Linked DNA regions of Gossypium arboreum: region 1 is linked to region 2. A link is a contact called in public Hi-C data. All regions are on one chromosome and are shown on one strand. Each heading gives the region's core, a stretch centred on a gene start, on an enhancer-like site or on the middle of the called end of the contact. The rest is flanking DNA. Distances are from core to core; before and after follow the strand shown.

Evidence for each region. A called contact is a pair of places that touch in the nucleus more often than the background predicts.
Region 1: a contact with region 2 is called in a Hi-C map of leaf, with 2.6 times the contacts expected there. The contact joins the promoter of LOC108461607 here to the promoter of LOC108462828 in region 2. A contact is called at or near these places in 2 of 5 Hi-C or Micro-C datasets (both in leaf).

What each region holds. Positions count from the first base shown.
Region 1 is chr13:10,469,679-10,474,479 of ASM2569848v2, forward strand. LOC108461607 (probable protein arginine N-methyltransferase 6) reads right to left here and starts at 3,245. Exons shown (of 13, transcript XM_053024464.1): 1 at 2,795-3,245; 2 at 2,220-2,285; 3 at 1,847-1,915; 4 at 1,389-1,424; 5 at 1,024-1,092. The coding sequence starts at 3,052. It overlaps LOC108463619, which reads right to left. Exons shown (of 10, transcript XM_053023892.1): 7 at 4,616-4,756; 8 at 4,453-4,545; 9 at 4,335-4,360; 10 at 4,029-4,185. The coding sequence ends at 4,634.
Region 2 is chr13:10,049,539-10,054,038 of ASM2569848v2, forward strand. LOC108462828 (pheophytinase, chloroplastic) reads right to left here and starts at 3,231. Exons shown (of 6, transcript XM_017762726.2): 1 at 2,729-3,231; 2 at 2,536-2,647; 3 at 2,349-2,442; 4 at 1,165-1,342; 5 at 1,024-1,093; 6 at 394-932. The coding sequence starts at 3,099. The coding sequence ends at 621.

The DNA.
Region 1 (4,801 bases), core at 1,995-4,494, 420 kb after region 2:
TAACTAGTATAAACTGTCAGACATTCGAAAGGAAATAAATCAGTTCAAGAGAAAGTAACACATTTCTCAGAACAGTGTGAAGCACATAGCTGTCCACCCCCCTCTCCGACCCTACCATCTAGAAGTTTATTAGCAGATCTAGATTGTAAACATAAATGTAGAAACGAAAATTGAGTCTTCGTTATCTTGAATGACCTACATAAATTTAGCCTACAATAGCTGCTAATTTTGTGTCTCCTCCAAACAAAGATACAAATAGCAGTAATATCCACTCATTGTTCAATAATTAATCTATGAATTGATACACCCGGGTGTTGAAACCAAGCCAATGTGAAAGCTGGCAACCCAGCAAACATTACAATGGCCAATGACCAATAGGTACAAGCTTTCACCAATTATTATCCTATGATCCCCATAACTATAATGGTGCTCATATCAAGTATGAGAAAGATGCGACTATTTAACCAAATATATCCACAAAGGCTACCACAATTGCAGTCTTCTACTAATGAGAGCATCTAGAAGGTGTTGTCACAATTTTTCTCATCTATAATGAGATTTAAACACCAGCACCAATGCAAAGCCCTAAAATGGTTTGCAAAAGGTAAAGCACCGACAAAGGTCTCCATCCATTTTGCACACAGCAAAACAAGAATTCCACCTTGATTTTCCAGTGCAGCTAGTGTTCTGTTGACCTCAACAGTAAATGCAGAAGAATCATCTCTAATTCCACGATGTTGAAACCGATTGTGCGGACTTGTGGCTTTAAAGATAAAGAAGTTATTCTCAATGACTTTAAAAAAGTTGAAGAAAGAAAATCTAACCCTAAGTTGGCTTATCCCTCCAACAAAGTCCGAAGTTAAATTCAACTCCTCCATTCCCAACCATTTAAGGAAATACACGTCAATAAGTCTGAGAAGAAATAAAAAATGCTAATATATATAGGTGCTTATTCTTTTTTCTAATATTCTTGCAACCATTTAAGGAGCATAGATATCTACAAGCTTCAGAGGAAAAGCCTACCTCAACTCGCCCGTGCAATACAATGACCGTTTCAGCTAAATTATTTGCTTTCACCACTTCTTTGGCCTGCTTGCAAATAGCAAAGTTGAATACAAACCAAACAGTCAGTTCCATTTTAAACAAGGCAGCCAAAGAAAGGTCTAGAGAAGTAAAGAATATATATAATTCCACAATGTTGATAGATAACTAGCATACAGATTCTAATAGCAGTGTTAACCAGGTATCATAATCTCATTGTAGCAATTAACACAGTAAGAAAATGAAAATGGCAACGAGAGAAGGAAAATGAGCTAAATTAGCACTCTCAAAAGAGAAGGTAAAAATGCCTCAGCTACACGTAGTTAAGCGTTAATGCAACAAAGTACCTGCACTGCAATAGCACTGGCATCCACTGCATAAACCTGAAAATACAAAATTGCTTAAGATATTAGACAGTTGTATTTAGTTGAATCCATAAACATTACAAGAATATAACTTTGAGATAGCAAGAGAATTCCAAAAAATATATATACTAAAGAACAAAATTGCAGTTCTTTCTACATTTGCTCTTGGTCAATAGTTGAATTGAAGCCTCCTTGTCTTCTTTATGGTAAAATTATAAAGTTCACAACGAAAGAAAGATAGAAAAACCTAGAGGAAACCAAAAATAGAAAGTTCAACATAACTTCTAGCAATCCTCTGCACTTACTAAATAATGCGATATTCAGTAATTAGTTCAAAACAGTACACATGATGTGCAAAAAGTTGAGATTGAATCAACTCTCAAAAGCATAACTCTGCTATAAATATGTCAATCATGCGATAAGAACTTCAAAACATATACCCGTTTTGCACCAGCTTGAGCACAAAATATCGAAAGAATGCCTGTGCCACATCCAACATCAACTACAACCTACAAAAATAGTCAAAATAAATAATGAGGAAGAGGAATAAACCAGCTAAATATTATTTGGAGAGAACCCTTAAACCAACTTGGCTGTTTGAGAGCCGCATGCTTTGTATCTATGTTTCTATTAGACATAAATGCATGTCACCCAGAGATGAGATTATAATATCAGTACAGCATAATATCGTGATTAGGTGAAACAGGAATCTTACACAAAATCAAACCAAATATGGTAAAACCAGGTATCATTTGGTTTCAAGAAAGAAGAGAGATTACATATAGTTTTATAACAAGGACAAAATGGCATTACCTTCCCCTGAATAAAACTCTGGTGTTGCATGACTGCATCCCGGTAAGCTTCAGTTCGAACATGATCCTGTATGCTTTTAGAGATAAGGTATGATCAGTGGATTATCATGAATTTCTATTATCATCATTATTTTTTTAAAAAGAAAAATTCTTTAAACATCGAACTATAATTTAAAGAACTCGCCATTGGAACGAGCACAAGTAAAGAAGTGCTAAAACTTTTGATTACAAATGCAAGATTCAACCTTGCTTAAACGAGGTAGCAAAAAATTCATAGATAGTTCATAAATAGTAAAAAGCAACATTTTTTGTAAACAAAGAACGTGAGGACATTGCTAAAACAACTCAAATTTAAATTCCCAATGTTAAGCTCTCATTCCAAGACACGATCTTGGCAATAACCCATTTCCCCTAGTAAATGCAAGCACTAAAATGCTTCCAAAAGACTAAACTCATAAAGCTAGAAGTGGAAGAAATTCCACACAATCCATCAAGAGGCATTAATACCAAAAACAAAATGAACTCAGTTAAGAACAATTACGTAGAAGAGAAAGAACAAGAAAGAAAGAAAAAGACCTTGATCATTTCTTCGTGGATACCAATGTGGGCGTAAGCCTCAAAGTAGGCCACGTCGAAGTCCGTACAAGCGGGAGGAGGTGATTTCAGGTCTTGCTGATCGTCGCTGGCGTCCTTCTTCTGAGGGTGCTGGGATTCAGAAGCCCTAAACACTTCACGTGACCTACGACCTCCCTTCCTCCCACGACCTCCCCCTCGCCTCCCTCCCGAGGTCTGCTGCTGGCGAGGGACATTGCCAACTCCTGTGCTCCCAGACATGTTTTGCTAGTCGCCGGAGAGTAGCAATTGACGGGCAATGTGAGGAGGGAGAAAACCACAACGTTTTTCCTTGTCAAGAACCCAAAGAGGGAAAGCTGGTTTGCGTTACTGTTTGTTAAATGAAAACCGAATGGCGGTTAAGGTTTTGGGGTTTTGCGGTGCGTTTACAACAGCTTATAATCCGATATATAAGGGCAAGGGTTGAGGGGTTCATGGCTACCCGCCCGGTCAGCCCAACTGGTGGACCTTAGCCTTATATTTCTCAAACCGAATTGGTTTCATCCGTCGATTTTATTGTTTAAAAATAATGGAAAATATAGAAATAGCTGATATTAATATTTATATTTATAATTAAATTTAAATAAAAATATTTTATTATCTTTATAGTGAAACAAATCATTTAGACATGTTTGAATTAGTTCAGCTTTAGTTTAGATTTTTAGAATTAAATCTCAATCCAATTCAACTCATAAATAAATCTTAGATAAAAATTTTAACTTTTATATACTTGAATTATTAATTTATATACATAGTCTCTCTACTATATCTCATTTATGACTTTAATCTTTTAAATTGTATTATAGTTCAGCTCAACTTATAAACACCTATAGGGGAAGGGTTTCAACCTTTTGTGTAATTTGAATTATTAATTTATATACATAATCCCTCTACTATATCTATAATTTATGACTTTGATATTTTAAATAGTCCCCCTAGTTGAATGATTTATTAAGTCAATCTGGACTGTGTCTATTTAAATTTTAAAATTTTTGAGTCATTTCAACTTGAGTATAATCGTTTGGAGCTATTTTCAAATTAAGTCATTATGAATTTGGATATTTCAAGTTTTTTTCGAATTTGAATGAATTCAAATTCAAGTTGGTTTTTAATCAATAATTTTACACCTTTGAAAACCATTTTTTTTAGTGCAACAAAAAACCATTTGATTATAATGTGGTGGTGGATTGGTAAAATCTTCTTGACAACCAGAACAATAATAAATTATGAAATACATGAGTTGTTTTCATGTGGTTGAATAAACAAATAAATGGAATGAAATTATTTTACAACTTTGAATCTGCACATTTTGAGTTTCCATACCAGATGGCAACTATGTTGCTTTTATATGGACCCTGCATTTTGACATACACATATGTCAAATGGATCATCAAAATTTTAGACTTGAAAAAACTTTAATGCATTAAAACATCAGTCTACTGTAATTAACAAATGTATGCCAGAAAGATGAAATTTCAAGGACCAGCTTCAATGGTGAAACCACCTTTCGAACAAGCTAAGGCCCTTAACCTGCAATGAGGAAATAGTAATCTGAAGTAGCAGATGGATAGAATAAAAACTCGAAAATGGTCAGCATTGAATGATGGAGTACAAGAACTCACCACGGGTATCGGTAAGAAAGTTTATGAAGCATAAACAATTGCTAGAAAAGAATTTGAATTCTATTGCTGCCTTTTGTGTCCTGCAACATTATACTGAAAGCAGCTCGGTTTACGCAAAAAAATATGAAATAGATGCAAGCAACTTAGAGATGGCTCCTCTTACCACTCATGAAATTAGCAATTAGCGGAACTCGTCATGGTATTCATAGTCATCTTCACTATCATTGAAGATGGCAGTATAAAATACATACGGGTTGTCAATCATCTCAACTAAGCTTAAGCGACCGTCTTTATTCAAATCTGCCTGTAATTAAATTAACAAAAATGTTCAATAACAGAGCTTTCTTTT
Region 2 (4,500 bases), core at 1,981-4,480:
TTGCGTTGTAATATCTTTTTCACCAAAAAAAAAGTAATAAGTGAAATTATATGTGAATAAAAGATAATAATAAGGTACTAAAATAAAATTTAATATTGAGACGCCATGTAAGTAATTAGTGAAGAGAAATTTCGTAATACTTTTGTTCTCACCTTGATTTAGTAAAGTGAAATGTTATAGAGACCATATTTGAGTGTTTAGAGCCTTGGTCAAGAAATGATAAATGAATGGACCTAACCCCCCTAAATGAGCAGCATAACGTGAAAGAATGACTAATTGATATAAGTAGATTCATCTGACTAATGGAACGAATGAATTTTAAAAATAATATATAAAATCATTTAGAGTTTCTATAAAAGATTATTATTTCTATCTTTCATACAATATATAAAATCATTTTAAACTATAATCCATCTATTATGAATTTTTCAAATGTCAAATGAAGAAATTCTAAAAGGCAAATAGTAAAGAAATTGACACTTATTTATAGGCTAAGCGTCAATGCAACATATACATGACATATCATTGCTATACATATATATATATATATATATATTCCTTGGATCAAAAATCTACTATACAAATGGCCACCAATTTCTAGCAATTACATCAATGGCTGCTCACAAAGCAGTAACTTGAGCCAACCAAGGAAGCAACTTTTGATGAACTAGGTCAGGTTTATCATCATGGGGGCAATGCCCTACACCTTCCAACATATAAAGGCTTACATTCGACGATTTCGAAGGTAAGGAAGAGAAGTACTTACCTACAGGCCCATCTATAGGGGTGAAAGGATCTTGATCACCCCATAAAACTAGGACAGGTAAGTTGATTCTCGGCATCAATTGCACAGGGTTTGGCCCTGGTGGACCGGTTATAATCGAGACAAAGGCATCGAGAGCACCTTCATCGTTCGCTGGTCCATTGATGATCTGCATTGTAAAAGAACATTATTATCAAGTTTAAATGGTTCGTGTTAATAAGGAACCGTAGGCGGTAACTCAAGGAGATTGATTGCTGTACCTCAACTAGTTCATCATCAACGGACTCTTTATTTCCATAAACAGATAACAAAATGTTTCTTAGATTATCTCTGCATTAAAGACAACTGGATGAGTAGCAATGAATATCAGTACAGGAAGATGGTTGAACCAAATAGAATACCTTTGCTTGGCGCGCTCAAAGACGGCCGTGGCGATTCGTCTTTGCTTCAATAAGAAATCAACCAACCAAAGCAAAGGTAAGAGGAGTTTGATCCTCCAATCATCAACAATTGCCTTGTTGTTCATCCCACCAGCACAATTCAACAGCACAATCCCTCGAACCAGGTTTTGACTAGATTCTTGTTCCACACAATATACATTAGAAATTTGTAAGTGGAAACACAATCAAACGCGAGATCAACATGGAATACATGATACGCACAAGAGATAATATTTAACATGCTCCAGTTCTGGTTGCCTACATCTAGGGATAAGAGAAAAACTCCACCATAAACATAAGGATTACAAAGAATTCAAAACACTCAATGGACAAACACTAAACCTGAGCCCCAAAAAGATGCCCAGTTTTCTATGTTCCCTAGGTTTAAGCACATGGAAACACATTATCCCATTAACCCGATATTTTACCAAGCTCTTCCTCACGACCCTACAAAGTCATTCCTATACAAAGATGCCACAGAAATTACCAAACTCTTCCTCACACCCAATAGACAAGCACTAAACTCGAGCCCAAAAACAAGCGCAGTTTTCTATGCTCCCTAGGTTTGAACACTTGGAATACACTTTACCCCATTAACCCAATATTTTACCAAATTCTTCCTCACACCCCTACAAAACTCATTTCCTATACAGAGACCCCATAGATATTACAAGAGATGATTCGGTTCCGGTTGCCTACATTGAGGGATGAGGGAAAAAAATTCCACTATAAACACAAGGATTACAACGGGTTCAAAACACGCAATACACAAATACTAATCCTGAGCCCCAAAACAAGCCCAGTTTTCTACGCTCTCTAGGTTTAAACACATGAAATACATTTTGCCCCATTAACCCAATATTTTACTAAACTCTTTCTCACAACCCTACAAAACTCATTTCCTATACAAATATGCCATAGAAATTACATCTATCTCATAATTCTGACCTAAGATCCTATTGCTTGATCATCAAGAAATCTTATTCTCTAAGATTTCTTACATGATATAAATATTTACGTATTAAATAAACTTAATTAGCAAGTAATCATTGATAACTAATTGCTAAGTAGAATTTGGTTCGGTATCTAGCAATATAATCATCAAAAAAAATTATATATGGATTTAAACTATGTGTTTTAACTACCTGAGGCAGCTATCACACAAGCAAGACTTCCCACAGAGTTTCCAATCAACACAGTAGGCTTCTGAACAACTTCATTCAAGAAATCTAGTATCAACTGTGAACAATAATATTGAGTTTAGAAGGATTAATTTTGATTAAAACAGTTAAACGCCATGTTTTTGTGAGCTTGGGGTGTAGTGAAATATACCTCAGCCCAAGCTTCCATGGAATATGAAAAACCTTGGGGCTTATCAGATGCACCAAAACCCAGAAGGTCAATAGCATAAACAGTGTAATCCTGAGCCAATGTGTCAATATTCCTACAACAATTGTTAACCCAGTTCAAATACTGCAATCATTTCAAAATAAATGAAAAGCAACGATATTTCCAGTTTGGGTACCTTCGCCAATGGGGAATGGAGGCACCAAATCCATGAACGAGAAGCAAAGGAGGGTTGGTAGAAGATGATGAGGAGACAAAGTAATTGATGGAGTACCGACCTTTCCATTGCCACTTACTGCATTTCTCCTTTATCTGACTCACCCCTAACACGCTGACACGAGACTCAGTGGATGGGTCAACATAGCAAGTGATGAAACTACGGTTACCAACACCATAGCCACGACCGAGAACGGGAAGCTTGTTATCGTAAAGGTGAGGGAAAGCAAGTCCTGGTTTCAGTCTGGGTTCTTTAGCCTTCGTCCGCGGCAGCGAATGCGGCGGTCGGAGAAAAGCCGCCGCCACAACATGAAGAACCGTGGCAGCCGCCATCTTTATTCCCACCACTCAACTGTTTGTTATTTTTGTTCCACTCAAATTTCATTCCTTTGCCATATGGGGGGAGTTGTGTGTGGTATTGGTTGCATTTGGACTTCGGATTGCTCCCACCTCTCACTATCTTCAACACTGTTTTAAATTTTACATAATTGATAAAAGCTAAAATATTTAGATTTTTTTTTCGAAAACAATTATTCTATTAAATTTTAGTAATTTGTAAAAAAAAAATTATGGACTTTTATACAATGAAAGCTTACATTAAATTACTTTTATTTTCTAAAATATATGTACATATTCATACATTAAACAAAAATAACCATATATATAAGAAGTTTAGTGCCCATTGAATTTTAATTTAATTAATATTAATATTGTTATATTGGTACGAATGTATTAAATTATTAAAATATTAATGAAAGAAAAATTATGAGATGACATAAAACTATGTTAATTTTACATGCCCTCCTTTATACCAAAATTTATTAAACTTTTCCATTCAATATTTTAATATACCAAAATTTCTAAACTTATACTAAAATTATTTGCAATTTATCAAAATTTCTAAAGCATTTCCTAAATGTCACAAACTCAACCCATTCAATATTTTTGTAAACCAAAATTTTAAGGGTTTTCTTTAGAATTTTCTACATACCTAATTTACAATTTTAAAGGTTTATGAAAATTTTAAAATTAAACCAAAATTTCTAAAAGTTTATCAAAATTCCTAAATATTTATCAAAATATCTAACGTTATACAAAAATTTTAAGATAATAAAAATTGTTAAAATTTTTCTTTTAAAATTTTAAACTTGATCCATTCATACCATAATTTTAAAGTTTATATCAAAACTCCTTACAATCTAAAAAAAAATCTATACCATACCAACATTTTAAGAGTTTACTAAAATTTCTAAAGTTATTTCTAAGAGTTCCAAACTCGACCCATTGAATATTTTAATACACCATAATTTCTAAAGTTATACCAAAATTTCTATGATTTTTCCTAAGAATTTTCTATATACCAAAACTTAATTGTACTTACCAAAAATTTTAAAGCTATATCATTTCTAATGGTTTTTAAAAAATTTAAGGCTTTACCAAAATTTCTTGTATAGAAAAGTTTTAAGGATTTAGGTTATAGTAACATTATCAAGGGTTTATCAAAATTTCTAAAGTTTTTCCTTACTTATCAAACTCGATTCATTCAACATTTTGGTGTACCAAAATTTATAAAGTTAACTTTTCATAGGATTTACCAAATTGTTTCCTCAACCCATGCACCAGTCTTGATATACTTAAACCTAAATTTCTAAATACTTATCAAAATATTTAAAGTTATAGCTAAATTTTTAAGGATGTATCAAAATTTTAAAGTTATATCAAAATTTCTTAAAC